Regions from separate parts of the Sus scrofa genome. Here all the other regions are linked to region 5. The links are chromatin contacts, called in public HiChIP or PLAC-seq and promoter capture Hi-C maps. All regions are on one chromosome and are shown on one strand. Each heading gives the region's core, a stretch centred on a gene start, on an enhancer-like site or on the middle of the called end of the contact. The rest is flanking DNA. Distances are from core to core; before and after follow the strand shown. Region 1 holds the start of BANF1 (barrier-to-autointegration factor). Region 2 holds the start of SPDYC (speedy protein C). Region 3 holds the start of SF3B2 (splicing factor 3B subunit 2). Region 4 holds the start of SART1 (U4/U6.U5 tri-snRNP-associated protein 1). Region 5 holds the start of MAP3K11 (mitogen-activated protein kinase kinase kinase 11).

The links. Promoter capture Hi-C pulls out the DNA fragments that hold promoters and counts their contacts. HiChIP or PLAC-seq counts read pairs in DNA pulled down with a chosen protein or histone mark.
Region 1: a contact with region 5 is called in an H3K27ac HiChIP or PLAC-seq map of alveolar macrophages. The contact joins the promoter of BANF1 here to the promoter of MAP3K11 in region 5. A contact is called at or near these places in 2 of 5 promoter capture datasets (fetal liver and liver), 1 of 47 Hi-C or Micro-C datasets (heart right ventricle) and 2 of 2 datasets of contacts at active chromatin or transcription factors (alveolar macrophages and skeletal muscle).
Region 2: an H3K27ac HiChIP or PLAC-seq map of alveolar macrophages shows a contact between it and region 5. The contact joins the promoter of SPDYC here to the promoter of MAP3K11 in region 5. A contact is called at or near these places in 1 of 5 promoter capture datasets (liver), 2 of 47 Hi-C or Micro-C datasets (liver and skeletal muscle) and 1 of 2 datasets of contacts at active chromatin or transcription factors (alveolar macrophages).
Region 3: a promoter capture Hi-C map of liver shows a contact between it and region 5, with 3 times the contacts expected there. The contact joins the promoter of SF3B2 here to the promoter of MAP3K11 in region 5. A contact is called at or near these places in 3 of 5 promoter capture datasets (fetal liver, fetal skeletal muscle and liver), 1 of 47 Hi-C or Micro-C datasets (liver) and 2 of 2 datasets of contacts at active chromatin or transcription factors (alveolar macrophages and skeletal muscle).
Region 4: a contact with region 5 is called in an H3K27ac HiChIP or PLAC-seq map of alveolar macrophages. The contact joins the promoter of SART1 here to the promoter of MAP3K11 in region 5. A contact is called at or near these places in 1 of 5 promoter capture datasets (liver), 1 of 47 Hi-C or Micro-C datasets (embryonic fibroblasts) and 1 of 2 datasets of contacts at active chromatin or transcription factors (alveolar macrophages).

Annotation. Positions count from the first base shown.
Region 1 is chr2:6,333,269-6,336,608 of Sscrofa11.1, forward strand. BANF1 (barrier-to-autointegration factor) reads right to left here and starts at 2,058. Exons shown (of 3, transcript XM_005660673.3): 1 at 1,764-2,058; 2 at 930-1,068; 3 at 183-709. The coding sequence starts at 1,052. The coding sequence ends at 563. It overlaps EIF1AD (probable RNA-binding protein EIF1AD), which reads left to right and starts at 1,614. Exons shown (of 6, transcript XM_003353773.4): 1 at 1,614-2,440; 2 at 3,197-3,340. The coding sequence starts at 3,292. LOC106509306 (a long non-coding RNA gene) reads left to right here. Exons shown (of 3, transcript XR_001306720.2): 3 at 1-29.
Region 2 is chr2:7,057,662-7,060,887 of Sscrofa11.1, forward strand. It overlaps SPDYC (speedy protein C), which reads right to left and starts at 1,794. Exons shown (of 8, transcript XM_021082865.1): 1 at 1,193-1,794. SYVN1 (E3 ubiquitin-protein ligase synoviolin) reads left to right here and starts at 1,783. Exons shown (of 16, transcript XM_003122541.4): 1 at 1,783-1,897; 2 at 2,734-2,882; 3 at 3,118-3,210. The coding sequence starts at 2,751.
Region 3 is chr2:6,294,133-6,297,245 of Sscrofa11.1, forward strand. SF3B2 (splicing factor 3B subunit 2) reads right to left here and starts at 1,418. Exons shown (of 22, transcript XM_003122505.4): 1 at 1-1,418.
Region 4 is chr2:6,371,892-6,375,005 of Sscrofa11.1, forward strand. It overlaps SART1 (U4/U6.U5 tri-snRNP-associated protein 1), which reads right to left and starts at 1,451. Exons shown (of 20, transcript XM_003122517.6): 1 at 1,042-1,451. The coding sequence starts at 1,354. TSGA10IP (testis-specific protein 10-interacting protein) reads right to left here. Exons shown (of 9, transcript XM_021083386.1): 9 at 2,726-2,888. The coding sequence ends at 2,765.
Region 5 is chr2:6,638,498-6,641,539 of Sscrofa11.1, forward strand. MAP3K11 (mitogen-activated protein kinase kinase kinase 11) reads left to right here and starts at 1,564. Exons shown (of 11, transcript XM_021082851.1): 1 at 1,564-1,753; 2 at 2,479-3,042. The coding sequence starts at 3,035. It overlaps PCNX3 (pecanex-like protein 3), which reads right to left and starts at 1,436. Exons shown (of 34, transcript XM_021082830.1): 1 at 765-1,436; 2 at 216-403. The coding sequence starts at 917.

The DNA of each region.
Region 1 (3,340 bases), core at 808-3,307, 300 kb before region 5:
ACTAAGGGATTGAGACACTCCGAGGCACCTGGCCCAAGGCCCACGTGGCCAGGATGGCTGCCCTCTGGAGCCAGAAGCTGCCGGTTTCGACGTGCACTGATAAGGAGTGTGGCAAACCTGGCCGGGCCCTGGGGAACAGGGAGCTCCCAGCCCACCTGCTTTCCATGGACAGAGCCCAGGCATGAAGGCCACTGACTTTATTGATTTAGAAAACTTTACAAGGACAGGAACTGTTCTGCCAAAAAGAGGGCCAAACATGGCATAAAACAGATCAGAAGTGAGGGTAGGGGTAAGGGCCAGGACCAGGAATTCACTCAGAAAAGCTGGTAATTGCTGACATGAAACTGGCAAGGAAAGGAGAAGGGAGATGCATGCAAGTGTGAGAATTCCAAAAAAGGTGACATGGTGAGGGGAGAGAACTCCCAAAAGATGCTGGAGTACGTTGGAAGTGCACACAACAGCAATCTTTTCCTTTGTAGAGGATGGGGGAGGAGTCCTGGCTTGGCTGCAAACTCTGGAGACTCAATGCTGGGGCTTGGGGTCGGGGGCTCCCCGGAGGGCATCACAAGAAGGCATCACACCACTCCCGGAGGCACCCGAAGCAGTCCCGCGACTGCTTGGCATTGGCGCCACACGTGTCCTTCAGCCATTCCCGGAAGAGGTCTTCATCTTTCTTGAGCACCAGAAACTGGCCAAGGACCACATAGGCCTGCAAGACAGGCAGAGGGAAGGGCATGCTGCTAGGTGCTCTGCGGACCAGGAACGAGGCCCTCAGCCTAGGAAGCAGGGCCGGCTCTGGCTAGCCCTGCAGAATACATGCCACTGCCCACCCCCAACGGGTCCACTCACTCTCCTCCCGCCCCAACTGCCAGGAAAGAGCCCAGCAGGCCATCCTCAGCCCTCCCCAGCTGCACGCAGCCACCCCACACCTTGTCAAAGCCCCTTTCCTCCAGCTTCTTGCCCAGTACGTCACCAATCCCGGCCAGGCTTCCCACTGGCTTTTCCCCCATGGGCTCTGCCACGAAATCTCGGTGCTTTTGGGAAGTTGTCATCTTGATCAAGCTTAACCTGAGAATCCCAAGAAAAGGCAGGTTAGGGCTGAAAACCCGGGAACTCCTGAGGGCCCACTACCAATCTCACAGTTAAGAGGACGCTCGACCAGTCATCGCAGAAGCTTACTCGCTTCTCCCCCCACTTCACGGACGAAAAAAGCGAAGCCTAAGGAGTCTTTTCCTCACTATTCAAAAGAGAAATCTCTTCCACTCCTTGCAGGAGCTGGTTTCGGTACCACCCCAGAGGCAACACTATCTTGCTCTAACAGGTGGCGCACGCAGAGCAGAGTCAAGATTCCAAGAGTCTGTCAGGACCCAGGGCTCGCCCTGAAATTGTCACTCCTCGGTGACCTTGGCTGGGCCCAAGTGGCACTGACCCTGCCTGCAACGGCTACCTGGCCCGTAAAGCAAATGAAGGACTCTGTCCCACCCGGCCCGCCAGCTAATCACAAAGCAGAAGCGAAGCGGCTTCTCCAGCCCGGCGGGCTGCACGCCAGGGCTCCCGCCGCGCCCCACGCCGCCGGCCCCGCCCCCAGCGCGCCGCGCCCCGCCCCCTCCCCGCGCCTCTGCGCTCGCGCGCCGCGCCCCGGCCGATCCCTCTCCGAGGGCGCATCCTCTGGCCCGCCGCAGTGCTTGAGGCGCCTTTCCCCTTCTCTTCCCCGCGCCTCCGCCAGTCTCCAGCTTGGGCCCTGCACCGCGGCTCGCACTCACCCGCAGCTCCGGTTCCCGTAACGGCCTCTCCCGCCACCCGGCCGCTCCTGCGGATGCCTCGACCCGCTAGAACTTTCGCCCCACTTCCGCTTCCGGGTCGCCTCAAGAGCCGCCTTAAAAAAAAACCCAAAATTACATTGGGCACCTCTAGCCGCGTGAAGTCATAGAGTTGAGATTGGGCCGGGGTTGAGGGGGCGGCGCGCCAGCGTGCGTTTAGGAGGCGCTCCTTTCCGGTTGCTTTGCGGGAAGCCGGGCAGCTTTCTGTGGTCTCACTGCTCGGGAAATATTTCCGGTCTGAGGGAGCAGAGGCCTGGGAGGAGAAAACTTTATTTCTCGGCGGCGCGACATTTGGAACTTAAGGATTAAACGTGGCCTACTTGGTGGTGGGAAGAATTAGAGGAGCGGACAAGGAGGGAGGTGTGGCTGGGAGGCTTCCGAGAGAGCGCCGGAAGTAAGGGGTTTCCTCGGGCCGGCGCGTGCTGTCTTCCTCGCCGTCCGGCTTGTAAGAGACTTGAGTCCAAGGGGTCTTCACCGGCGCGACCGCCGGCAAGTCCATTTTCTGTGCGCTCGTTGACTCAGCTACAAAGCGAGTCGTTGACGAGACGTGTTCAGCGTCCAGCCTGGAGAACGGGGTCGTTCCGCTTCAGGCATCGCCCGTGGGATCCGAGGGCCAGAGAGTAAGTTTGGGTTTCTCTCACTGAGCGTCTTTCCTTCGGGGTAGGAAGGGAGGAGGGCAGGCAGGGGACGGCAACTAGAGATGACACTTCGGCGTTTCCTTTGGAAACCGGCCGTCTTCTGTGTGCGCATCAGTCCTCGTCTTCTCAGTACCCAAATCATAAACAGCAGATGCCAAAGACCATGTCGGCCGGCCCTGACCTTAGTTAACTTGTTCCTAACTTGAATTCTTCTCCCTGGTCCATGTCTGTGGTATGTTGAGAGATTGAGCATCTGTTTGTGTGGCTGTGCTACGCTTGGGATGTACAGGCATACCGAAGAAGAGTTTATGTGATTCTTTCTCCCCCTGGTTGCCAGAATGACTTGTTTTCCTGAAACCCGTGTTTAGTTTTTACCGTTGTATTTTTAAATTTGTTTATTTGTTTTGGCCGTGCCTGCAGCACATGGAAGTTCCCGGCTCAGAGATTGATTCTGTGCCACAGCAGCAACCTGAGCCCCTGCAGTGAGAATGCCAGATCCTTAACCTGCTATGCCACAGGAGAACTCTTGTCACACGAGTTGTTTTTACGTGCTTTACAGTGCTAAGTGCTTTGCTTATGCTCATTCTTAGAGCAGTGCTCTAAGTTAGCTATTGTTTTTCTCTGAAGTCTAGAGAAATTGAACAGTCATGAAATACCCAAGGTGGGATTTGAATGCAAGTAGTTCTCCTTAACCTGACACTGTGTCCTCCCCAGTAAAAGGTCCCTCCCCATCTTTAGAATAGTCCTTCTGAGACTGCCATCCAAGAAACTCAGGGAGAGGAGCTGACAGTCTCTGCATCCCTCACCCCCACCCTGGGACAGGACCCAACAACATGTCTCAGGCCACCAAGAGGAAGCACGTGGTGAAGGAGGTGCTGGGGG
Region 2 (3,226 bases), core at 544-3,043, 420 kb after region 5:
TGGAGGACTAGGGACATTGAATTGTTTAAAAGTAGGCAAGATCCCAGCCAAAGACCCGACATGGGAATCAGCAGCAACCAGGATGTGTGTGTGTGTGTGTGTGTGTGCGCGCGCGCGTGAAACCACAAGACCAGAGAGGACCACGAAGAGAAGAGAGACAGAAGGGGCCAGTGTGGACAACATTTCAATAAAAGGAAGGGAAAGCAGAAGCATGCTGGAGGGAACAGAAGCTCAGGGAGAAGACTTTTAAGAGGGAGAGAGAGGTTGAGACAGGCAAAAACTGAACGTTGGCCCCTAGATGTAGTCACTAGAAAGTCACAGATGGCTATACGGGGTAGCCAAACTCAGTGGCAGGTTACAAGCTAAACTGGTCAGGCCAGTTCAGGTCAACAGGTGATAGTAGCAGCAGAATCCAACAGCTCTGGATTTTTTCTTTTTTTTTTTTTTTTAAGGCTGCTTCTTCAGCATATGGAGGTTCCCAGGCTAGGGGTCCAGTTGGCGCTGTAGCTGCCGGCCTGCGCCTGCGCCACAGCGGCGTCTGTGACCTACACCCCAGCTCACGGGCAACGCCAGATGATCTTTAACCCACTGATCGAGGTCAGGGATCCAACCTCCGTCCTCCTGGATACTAGTCAGATTCGTTTCCCCTGAGCCACTGCGGCAACTCCCAGTTAGGGAATTTAGAATCAGACAGACCCGTTGCCAATCCTGGTACTTCTTAAATGTCTGAACCTCCGTTGTCTCACGTATAAAATGAGGACAGCACCACCTAGTTCATAAACTTATGATTGATGATTAAATGAGACGACGGAGGAAAACTCCAGGCACAAAGTGGGCGGTGCATTAGCTCCATTCTGTCAACGAGCCGACTGGGTTGGCTGAAGAAGACACAGACTATGAGCACAGCCCAAGTCTGGGGAAGCTGTGGCTACCGGCCAGGATTGAAAGGATCGCAAAGCACGCCGCATGGAAGTCAATCCCTTTGCAAAGAACATTCCCATCCCAAGATTAGCCAGAATTAAAGATGTTTTCGCCTCGGTCCCAGGAACCTCTCCCTTTCGTGGTGCAGCAACTGTCTCCGTCTGGCAGACCCTGAACCCCTGCCCACCGACTGCGCCTTCGCTACTCTCTGTTCCCAGGAGTAAGATCTAACCCCAGGCAACGCTACCTTCCGCCCCTAGCAACCGCTCACCTGCTTTTCTCTTCCCATAGGTTAACCGATTTCCTTTCTTCTTCTTACTGGTCCGCGTAACTCCATTTCGACCAATCTATAGCAGCCACGGAGACCCAACTCACTCCCACACAACTGGGGGAGATCAAGGAGGATACAAGTCGTTTTTCCTGAACCCATTTCTCTTAGAAAGCATCTAATTTATCAATTTGTTGTGACTCCCCCTGGAATGAGTATCTAAGACATCTTATTTCTCTTAGGCCTGTATGTCTGTCCCTTGCATACTCCCCCCTCCAAATGGTACGGCCCGCACAACGCGCGGAGGAGTGGGGGGGCCGCCTTCCAGCCGCTTTGAGAGCCGGAGTCCGCCGCTAGGTTGAGTCCACTCAGCGGCCAAGACGATACCATCTGTGACTAATAGGGAGACTCTAATCCTCTCCAAGTTGCCTTAATTCCGCTCAGACCACCTCTCGCATCTTTCACTCGAACAGTGGGCACGAACGCCAGAAGGGTGGAGGGACTACTGCTCTTGGCACCAGGGAGAATGAGCAGGGCGCACAAGGGACCGGGGCACTTGGTACGGTCCACGCCCCGCCCCGCCCCGCCCCGCCGGAAGTGAGGTGTCTCACCCCCGAAGTTCCGGCTCGCAGGGGGTGGGGAGTGTTGTTAACCGGAGCCGCCTCCGCAGTCGCGGGGACTGAGCGGGCTCGCGGCGCTGGGCTCCTGGTGAGTGGGCGGGGGTCGGACCCGGGTTGTGGTTGGAGTAGGGGCCTGGACCTTTCCCCTTGAGGTCCCCGGGGTCGGCGCGCCCCCTCAGCCCCGCCGCCAGCTTTCGGCCTGTCAGCTGGAGATAGTTGCCCGCGCGGCCGCGCTCGCAGAGGCTGGGCCCCGCCTGCGACACTCGCAGCTCCTGGCGCTTACAGGTGCGCGGCCGCGGGGTCGACCCGGGTCCCTCTCCGTCCCGCCCCTGCATCCTGGCGGTCGGCCGTTTCTCCGGTGCCCCGAGTTGACACTTCCCCAGGGGGTTGGGGGGCGCCAGGGTTCCAGGCTGACGTACCCCGCCCGCTCCCGCCGGGCGCGCGTTGGAGCTGCCCACCCTGGCAGAGCTGTCACCGACGCTGTCGCCTACCCGGCGGCGCCCCCCAGCGCCTTGGCCTCTCCCGGTCCAGGCCGCCCATTCCCGCTTCTGGAGATTTCTGCGTTTGCATCCCACCCCATCACCGTCACTTTAGGGTCAGTGGGAGCAGTTCCCTCCTCCGACGCTGCTGCCTTTCCTCATTCTTCCCTAGAGGCGGCGGTTTGGCAGGCAGCGTGGAAAGAGTCCTAGCTTTGAAACAAGACTGACCCGGGCTCCAGGCCTTGCGTCAGTGTGGTCGCTTAACCCCTTTGAGGCTCAGTCTTGCCACTTGTGGAATGGGGGAGCATGGGCTCTTCTCGATGCGATGATGGGGGAATGAGGCTTTTCTTTCCCCGGTGTGTTAACACTGCGTCTCAGGAGCTGGGCTAGGTTTGCACGGGGTGGCATCACACAGCTGTGACCTTACCTTTCCTCTCCCACGCAGGTCCCCAGGCCAGGGCAATGTTCCGCACCGCCGTGATGATGGCGGCCAGCCTGGCGCTGACCGGGGCCGTGGTGGCTCACGCCTACTACCTCAAGCACCAGTTCTACCCCACTGTGGTGTACTTGACCAAGTCCAGCCCCAGCATGGCCGTGAGTTCAGGGCTCAAGGAGGGAGGAACTCTCTGGGAGGGAAGGAGGAGTCATCTTGAGCCAGGGGTGGGGCTCGAGCTCAGGTAAGTAGGAGAAAAATCGAGGGAGCCCACAGGCAGGGGGAGCTTTGAATAAATTAGTGATGGGGGGTGTGGAGAGGTTCCTGAATGGTGAGCCCCAAGCAGCGCGGAGCAGAAAGCCGGCTCAAACCATAGCCTCTCCTCCTCACTCCTAGGTCCTGTACATCCAGGCCTTCGTCCTTGTCTTCCTCTTGGGCAAGGTGATGGGCAAGGTGTTCTTTGGACAGCTGAGGGCAGCAGAGATGGAGGTAAGGTGTTCCTGGC
Region 3 (3,113 bases), core at 168-2,667, 340 kb before region 5:
GGGAATCGGAGCCGGAATGGAGCGGGCCCTCCGGGCTGAGCTCCAACTGCCGACCTGGGGGAAGGGCCACACTAAAGACCCTTTTTCCACCTTCCCGGCTAGCTCAAATGTCATCTCCTAGCTCAAATGTCATCTCCGCTGAGCCATCTCCTGCCGCCTTCCTTTCCTGCTCTGGAGCTTCCATAACACGTCCAAACCTCCGTCATTTGTTTTAAAGTCTTTCTTGCCCCTTATCCACACTTCCAACCCCAAAGAAATGAGTCTTGGAGTTCCCATTACGCCTCAGCAGGTTACGAACCTGACTAGGATCCCTGAGGATGCGGGTTCGATCCAGGCCTCGCTCAGTGGGTTAAGGATCCAGCGTTGCCATGAGCTGTGGCAGCTCAGATCTGGTGTGGCTGTGGCACAGGCCAGCAGCTGCAGCTTCGATCTGACCCCTAGCATGGGAATTTTCATATGCTGCAGGTTCAGCCCTAAAAAGTAAAAAAAAAAAAAAAAAAAAAAAAAAGGCATGAATCCTTTTTACTGTCTCACAGTACCTGGCGTTAAAGAGGCGCTTAATTGGAGTTCCCTTCATGGCACAGTGGTTGACGAATCCAACCAGGAACCATGAGGTTGCGGGTTTGATCCCTGGCCTTGCTCAGTGGGTTAAGGAGCTGTGGCATAGGTCGCAGACGTGGCTCAGATCCTATGTTGCTGTGGCTCTGGCGTAGGCCAGTGGCTACAGCTCCAATTAGACTGGGAACTTCCATATGCTGCGGGTGTGGCCCTAGAAAAGACCGGAAAAAAAAAAAAAAAAGAATCGTCTTTATGGCGACAGGATAAACTCAGGCCCTTTTCTTTCCTCATCCCTAGCAGCCTACTGGCGCAGCTGACCCTGCCTGGTGCTCCCCTGCCCCACCAGTGGCCTGTGCCCCTTATGTGTCCGCCTTCACGTCTCCCTGTCCTAACTACTTCCTGCCTTTGCCACTAGCAGTGAGGTCCCTCTCCCATTCTAGCTCTGCTCTCTGACAGCCAGGCTTACCTCGCGCGCGCGCACGCGCGTGTGTGTAGGTCTCATTATCCCCATACCCCTACACTCCTCAGATCTCTCTACCATGCCCTATTTCACCAACCATCCCCAAGAGGAATACCTGGGAGCAGGGAAAAAAGAATGAGACGTCAGGTCCAGGGAAGGTGAGATTTAGGAGAGACAAAGTAAAGGACTGGGCCACGAAGCTTGCTTACATCCTAACCCTGGCTAGGAAATTCTCTTTGCTCCTGCCCGAACCTGGACTCTTCCCTTTTTCATCACTACCACCACCCCAGTCTCCTGACACTCCCAGAAAAGACAAACCCAAAAAGGAAAGAACAGTAGTGCCTTCCTCTCCAGCCTGTCTGCCCAGACAGAACCATTCCTGACCCAAAGGAAGTGTCCTCCTGGTCCCTTTTACTGGAAAGCCACGGCAGGTCATCTGAAGCCAGGGGCCTCCACGGCACAGGTTATGTGCTAAGGAAGAGGCTGGGGGTCTCAGAGGCAGGATGAACTAAGGGCTAATGGCTGAGGATGCAAAGTAACCAGGGCCAGAAAGGGACAGGCCAAGTGGGGCCTCATTTTACCATAAGAGCCCTAGGACCCAGACAGGATAGGACCCCCCCACACCCCCAGTTGTGCAGAAGGGAAGACTGAGGGACAGAGAGAAACTGACATGCCCGAGGGGCTAGACTGGGACCACGAGCAGTTCTCTGGACTCTGAGGGTCCCCAACCCTTCTCTGCCTTAACAAAAACACTCTCATGATACCCACCTGTGTGGGTCTGGAATGGAATCCACCCAAAGCTGGCAAGCTCCAGGATGCTTGCCATACCAGGCCAAGAAGGCGGGATAAAGCAGGGGTTCATGAGAACCACATAAGTAAATGTGCAGCTCTCGGGGCCTGGTATGACTTTGGGAGGTGCGGCTGCTTGGCTTCCAGGTGGTTGGAGCTAAGTGCTAAGAAGGCAATAGAGGAGTTCCCGTCGTGGCACAGTGGTTAACGAATCCGACTAGGAACCATAAGGTTGCGGGTTCGGTCCCTGCCCTTGCTCAGTGGGTTAACGATCCTGCGTTGCCGTGAGCTGTGGTGTAGGCTGCAGACGCGGCTCGGATCCTGCGTTGCTGTGGCTCTGGCGTAGGATGGCAGCTACAGCTCCGATTGGACCCCTAGCCTGGGAACCTCCATATGCCGCGGGAGCGGCCCAAGAAATAGCAAAAAGAAAGAAGAAAAAAAAAGAAGGCAGTAGAACATTCAAGACCCCTCTCACACAAGGTTCAAGCAGCGCCTTCACATTTATCACCTCTGCAGTCTCTGAACAGCTCCAAGAACAGCTCCCCACTGTAGAGCTGGAAGCAACCAGGCCCACGGAGTTGCTTCTTGACTCTGGAACTTAAGTTCAACCAGGGTAGAACCTGAGTTCTCTGACTCCTAGCACAAATGCCCAGGCAAGGGTCCCAGGCCCACTAAAGCTCTGGTCAAGAGTGAATACATTCTTGGAGTTCCCGTCGTGGCTCAGTGGTCGACGAATCCGACTAGGAACCATGAGATTATGGGTTTGATCCCTGGCCTCGCTCAGTGCGTTAAGGATTCGGCATTGCCGTGAGCTGTGGTGTAAGTCGAAGACGCGGCTCGGATCTCACACTGCTGTAGCTCTGGCGTAGGCCAGTGGCTACAGCTCCAATTTGACCCCAAGCCTGGGAACCTCCATATGCCGTGGGATCAGCCCAAGAAATGGCAAAAAGACAAAAAAAAAAAAAAAAAAGACTGAATGCATCCCGTCATGGCTCAGTGGTTAACAAACCCAACTAGTATCCATGAGGACTTGGGTTCAATCCCTAGCCTTGCTCAGTGGGTTAAGGATACGGCGTTGCTGTGAACTGTGGTACAGGTCACAGACAGTGATTCGAATTCCACGTTGCTGTGGCTCTGGCGAAGCCCAGCAGCTACAGCTCTGATTTGACCCGTAGCCTGGGAACCTCCATATGCTGCGGGTGCGGCCCTAAAAAAGATAAAACACACACAAAAAAACAGTGAGTGGGTCCAAGGTTCTGTTCACTTCAGTGGCACAGGCTCAATCCCTGGTCCAGGAACTTCAATG
Region 4 (3,114 bases), core at 201-2,700, 270 kb before region 5:
TGCCTCATGCAACACTCCTCAAAACTGAATTCACTGTCTCTCTCCAAAAAATCTGCTTCTCTTCCAAACTCAACTTCCGTCGACAACACTACCACCCACCTGGTCACACCAGCCAAAATCCAAGGACCATCCTCAATTCCTTCTTCTCCTTCCCACTGTCATCCAAGTGCTTAAGCTCTGTCACCTCCTCCTCCAAAACACCTCTCCAATGGGTCAACGACTCTCCATCCCGCTGCTGCTGCCCTGGTGCCAGCCATGGCCAGTCCTTACCTCCTCTATGGGTCTTGACTGCTCTTTACCCAGTTCTCAACACAGTGTTCTCTGTGATAACGTGAATACGACTAACTCGCTCCCCAGCTCGAATTCATGGCTCCCTATTACTTTTGAAACAAAGTTCAAAATTTTTTGTTTTTTGTTTTCTCAGGGCCACACCCTGGCATATGGAGGTTCCCAGGCTAAGGGTCGAATTGGAGCTACAGCTGCCGGCCTACACCACCGCCACAGCCACGCCAGATCCGAGTTGCACCTGTGACCTACACCACAGCTCAAGACAGTGCAGGATCCTTAACCCACTGAGCCAGGCCAGGGGTCGAACCCACAACCTCATGGTTCCTAGTCGGATTCGTTTCCGCTGCGCCAGGACGGGAACGCCAACAAAATTCAATTATCTTAACAGGCTTGCAGGAGCCTCTGTGTTCGGACCCCTGCCTCATGTCTCTGCTATGAGCTCTACATAACCTGCCCAATACCAGGTGTCCTCCTGCCTCTACACACGATGGTACCACTCCATGCGTTCACTCGACACATTTAGCGAGTGCCTGTGATGTGTCAGTTAAGGAAAACAGAGAAAATCTCCACCTTCACGGAGTTTAGCAGAGAAAGCCAACCCTTAATCCCAAATAATCAAAACAAGACCCTTCCAAATGCGCTGACGACGGGCCTGGGGATGGCTGGGCCTGTGGGCTTGGCTTCCATCCCCGAGGCCCTCCACCCTGAGACCCTCCCCATCGCCCCGCCCCCTGCCCAGGCCCCGCCCCTCACCGGCCTCGTAGCCTTCATCTCGCTTCTCCCGCTTCACGCGGCGCTCGGAGGGCTCTGTCTGGCTACGCTCCCGCCCGTGCGTGCTGCTGCGGGCCTCCGCTTCGGCCCCGCGCCGCCCGCTCCCGCGCTCGCTCCCACGCTCCCGGCTCCGCTTTCGTCGTTCGCCACCGCTGCTGCCGCCGCCGCTGCTCCGGTGCTTGTGTTTTTTGTGCTCCCGGTGCCGAGGCGGCTGCTCGGTGGCGCTCCCGGTGCTCGCTCCTGCCGTAGTCCCGGCCGCCTCCTTCTCCCCGCGGTGCTTCTTTGACGACCCCATGGTGGTAGGTCCACCCGAGCCCCGCCGCCGCCGCCGCCGCCGCCACCGCCGCCGCCGAGCCCCGACGGCGCAAAATGGGAACACTTCCGGGTCGGGCCCGGCTGCGCCGTCGCGTTGCCGGAAACCAAGAGCGGCTGCTTCCGTCCTTTGCCTCGGAGCTGCCCCAAAGGCTCATGGGAAGGCTGGGATCGGGCCCGACTGCGCATTCGCGGCCGGCACTGGCCGAGCGGCGGTCTTTGACATAGTGGTCGGATTGCGCGTGCGCTCAAGCTTGAGGGGCGCGTTCGAGTCCGGGGAAGACCGTATCCCAGAATTTGAAGGACCTAGGGCCCATCTAAGCCAGCATGGCCTCCCTGGCTTCCCTCCGCTTGCACACCCTCAGCCACGGGATGCTCACTGCAGCGCCCGCCGCTCCAGCAGAAGTCCTCCTAGTAGACTCCCTGGGGTCGTGGCCGATCAGGTGTAGGAGGACGGAGCACGTTCTGCTCCTGAGACCCTCAGCTCCACAACCCAGCCTCCTCCCAGCCCCCACAACTAATATTGTCTGCAAACGCTGCCTTCCCACGGTCCCTGAATTGGGTTTTTTTAACGTGCGCTTTGACTGCTACGGAGCTCGAGATGGGCCTTTGCATGCCTGTGAACCCCTGAAATCGAACGCAAAATTTAGCACATCGGGGTGTGTGTGTGTGTGTGTGTGTGTGTGTGTGTGTGTGTGTGTGTGTGTGAGAGAGAGAGAGAGAGAGCGCGCTCGCGGGAGCTGCTGCTGCTTTTTTTTTTTCCCTCTTGAGAGGAGCTCTAACTTGAAGTTGCTTGAAGCTAAAATCTCAGTTTACACAGGAATTCTCCTATGGCGCAGCGAGTTAAAGATCTAAAGATCCGGGACTGTCACTGGAGCGACTTGGGTCACTCCTGTGGCTTGGGTTCAATTCCTGACCCAGGAACTCTCGCATGCCACAGGCACAGCCAAATAAACAACAACAACAAAAACTCTGTTCACACAATCTCTCCATCCCTCCTGACACCCCTCACCTCCCAGTTGCCCCATCTGGAGGCCCATCTGTCTGTGATTATGCTCCCCTTTAAAGTTCCGCTTTCCTCCCCCCCAGAACTGGGAGTTCCCAAAGGCAGAAGCCATTCTGTCCTATTCACTCTTGACTTTCTAGGACCCAGCATTTCTAGGGCAAGTTGCCGCTGTTGCTCTTGGAGATGCCATGCTCACACCTCAGGAGCAGAGGCAGAGCTGTGCACAGGGAGGGGGCAGCCAGAACAGCCAGAGTTCCTCTGGGATGTGGGGAAAGCCTGCTGCAAACCCACCTGCCACCGCCAGCTCCCAACACGCAGCCCCTTCCCACCACCAGAAATCTCACACTATTTTCCACAAAGCATTTAATTTTATTTTTAATTTTAATCTTAGACACCAGACTCCTGGTCTGAGCTTGAGTTAGAGTGCTTATCAGGCTGGCTGCCGGTGGATCCTGTCTTCGTGGGGCTCTGAGAAGAGTCCTGCATTCTTGCCCCCACTGACCTGTGGCTCCTTAAAGACAAAAGACACCAAGAGGCCACTGGGCTCTACAGCTCTCTGTCCCTGTGCCCAAGAAGACATGGGCTGTTGGATGGGTGAGGCCATCATCACTGATGTCGGGGCTCCTGTACTGTGTGACCCTGAGAAGTGATTACCCCTCCTCAAGCCTCAAAACCCCTGCTGTGCACCTAGTTGTTGGAAAGCATACGCGTATGTGGAGTGACTGGCCAGGCCCCAG
Region 5 (3,042 bases), core at 314-2,813:
TTTGAGCTGCCCTTTTCTCTTCATACAGTTCGTCCTCCGCCATCCCCACTGCTTCTCCCTCCACAGGGATCCCCCTTACAAATCCAGGGCCAACACAAAGAACAACTGGCCGCTCGCTCATGAAGCCAAGGTTCCCTAAGCCCCTTCATTCTCCAATGCTCAGGCCCAGGCACCAAGACTCCGCCATTCCCAGCATAGGCCCTGCCCCCGCCTACCTGGGCAGACTGCTGTCCCCCTGGGCAGGCTCTTCCTCTGGGTCCCCCATGGTAGAGTTGCGCTTCTCCACAATCTCGCCCTGGTCGAACATAGCATGCAGCCGATAGTTCACAGTCTTGATGGTAGCGAAGATGACAGCCACCACAAGGCAGTACACACCAGCCACCATCAAGCTGGGGGGCAGGACCTGGGGGCGGCAGCAAGTCAGGTCCCTCTTCACACAGCCCTGTCCCTACCACCTACCACCACAGTCAGGACTAGGACACACAAATTCATTAAACTCCATCACGCCTGCCGGCTGCTAATACAAAGACCCTGCGAGGCAGCCCTATCTCCAGCATAACTGGAATGAGATTAAGTGAGATTCAAGGTCACCCAGGCCAGGGAAATTCTGGCCTCTCTTCCACACACTCCAGACTCCGCAGTGAATCCTCTTCCCACACCCCAGCGCCCCAGCCACAGCCCAGAATCCCTGCCAGGTTGCACCCCTTCGTGACATCTGCCCTCCCTTTCCCCGGCACGAGTTACAGGTGGCCGCAGCATCTCACCATATACAGCAAGAAAGGAAAGGTGAGCAGGAAGATCCAGACATAGAGATGGAAGCAGTTGGAGAAGGTGCTCTGGTGTGGGTCGAAGAACCAACCGCCGGTGAGCGAGGCCCACACCCCCTGGCGCAGGATCTGCAACACCTGCGACCCCATGGCCCCGCCGCTGCTGCGCGCGCCCCCCTCCCGGGACCCTCATGGGGGCGGCCCCCGGCCCATGCCCCGCCTGGCGCCCGAGGGCCCCGGGGCCCAACCTCGCGCTCACGCCATGGCCTCCCCCAGCGGGGGAGAGGGGTCGGTGGGGCGAGGGTGCGGGCAGGGGGCGGGGCCGGCCAGGGCAGTCAGTGGTGCGAGACCCAAGAGCCGGGGTGGAGCCGCATCAGGGGTGGGGTCCAGGCCCCCACCCCCGGCCCAGAACTGCTCCTAAGGGCCGGACCGGCGGGCAGGCGCAGGGCACGGGCCGGGCACCGGTCGGCGGCATCCAGAGGTGGGCGTGGGGTGGGTGCTCCGGGGGTGCAGACGACGGCTCCCACGGTTCCGGCCCGGGGAGAGCCCCGGGACCCTGAGGTCCACTTCCGGGGTCACAGGTCACTCGCTTTGGGCTCCGCGGTCGCCCCGCTTCTGCGGGAGCCGACCCAAGGGGGAGGCCGGAAGAAGGAGCCGCGAGCCGCCAACCTGCAGTGGCGCATGCGCCCGACGAGACCAGTTGGGACCCGGAAAAGGAAAACCTTTCGGCTCGAATGCGCAAGCGCAGGGAGGTGGTGGACCGATAAGAAGCGGGAGAGCCCGCTGGGCTTGCGCAGCTGAGGAAGGGACGATCCAAAAGGCACAAGTCCTTGAGCGCATGCGCACACCTAAGCGATGCCAACCTAGCCGCGATCACTGGGCGGAACGCGAGGGAAGAGTTACTAGAGGCGAGGAAAAGGATGGAGGCGTGGACACCCCTGGGGGCTAAAGCCACAGTTGTGCGCTACTGGAGCAAGCCCCTCTAGGTGCGCCCTTTTTAGCGCTGGACGTCAAACGTCACGAGCGGCCTCTACTTCCGGGTCAGAGCTCAAACTCAGAGTGTAGAGAGAACAGGCAGGACTAGTCGAAATAGGATAGTGTCGTTTTTCTTAAAGTGACAGGCTCAAGGCAAGGGGGTCCGTCGCGCGGTTGCGAGAGCGATTTAGCTATTCCAAGTGCCATCACTGGACAAATTTCAGGAGCACAGTCTCAGGTTTCCATCCCTTCTTGGGAAAGAGGCATGAATTGTTTCCCAGGTGAAGGGAAGCAGTAAATCTTAGACAACGCGTTCCAAGAGCTCCAAGTGCAGCCAGTTTCGTCCTCCATTCTTGCCTACCCCCACTGCCAGCTCTGCAAAGCGGAGCTCCTGGCCCCAGTTTCAGACATGAAGAGAATGAAGCGCAGAGAAAGGGTCACACGGCCCTGCAACTTCGGAGCCAAGACCACACTCGGGTTTGCCCCTCTTCCAAGCCAGGATCTTTCCCCCAGTTTTACAGATGCAGACGTAGAGGGCGGGGACGGTCCCTCCTTAGCAGAAACCAACCTCGACCTTAAACCTGTTGTCACGGGAGGTGGGGGCTACGGGCTACACTTCCTCTCCTTCTGCCTCTCATTGCCCGCCTACCCGGTAACTCCCAGACCAAATCGCCCTGCAGCCTCTGGGAGGGGAGCGGTGCTACCCGCCCGCGTCATCTGATGCTGTTTCCTGCAGGAGAGAGAACAGCGGAAAAAAGTGAAACTCCACCCTCCACCTCTGCCTCCCGCCCCCGGGGCCAAAGTACAAAGGGAGGAGGAAGAAGGGAACGGGGTTGGAGCCATCGGGTCGCGAGAGCTGAGCCAGGAAGAGGCAGCTCAACCTAGAGACACTCCAGCCACCCCCCTGCGCAGAGACCCAACGGGAGTCCAGGCACTGCCCCTCGCTGGCCCCACCTTTCACTTGGCGGGTGCTGGAGCTCGGCTCCCAGGACTGCTCTGGACTGAGGGACGCCCGGGCCCCTCTGTGCCGGCCATGGTGAGACATCGGAGGCCCTGGGGGTCCACCCCCCCAGCCTGACCACACTGCTTCCCTAGGTCGCCCTCCTCCGGAAGCCCGAGATGCGGTGGGCCGGGAGGCGACACTCCTGGCTCCCCAGAGAGGCGTGGGTCTGGGGCTGAGGGCCAGGGCTCGGATGCCCAGGTTCCGGGACTAGGGCCTCGGCCGTCAGCAAGGGTGGGGACCGGGGCACCCAGGGAAGGTCCCCCACACCCGCCAGTGCCAGCTCCCAGCTATGGAGCC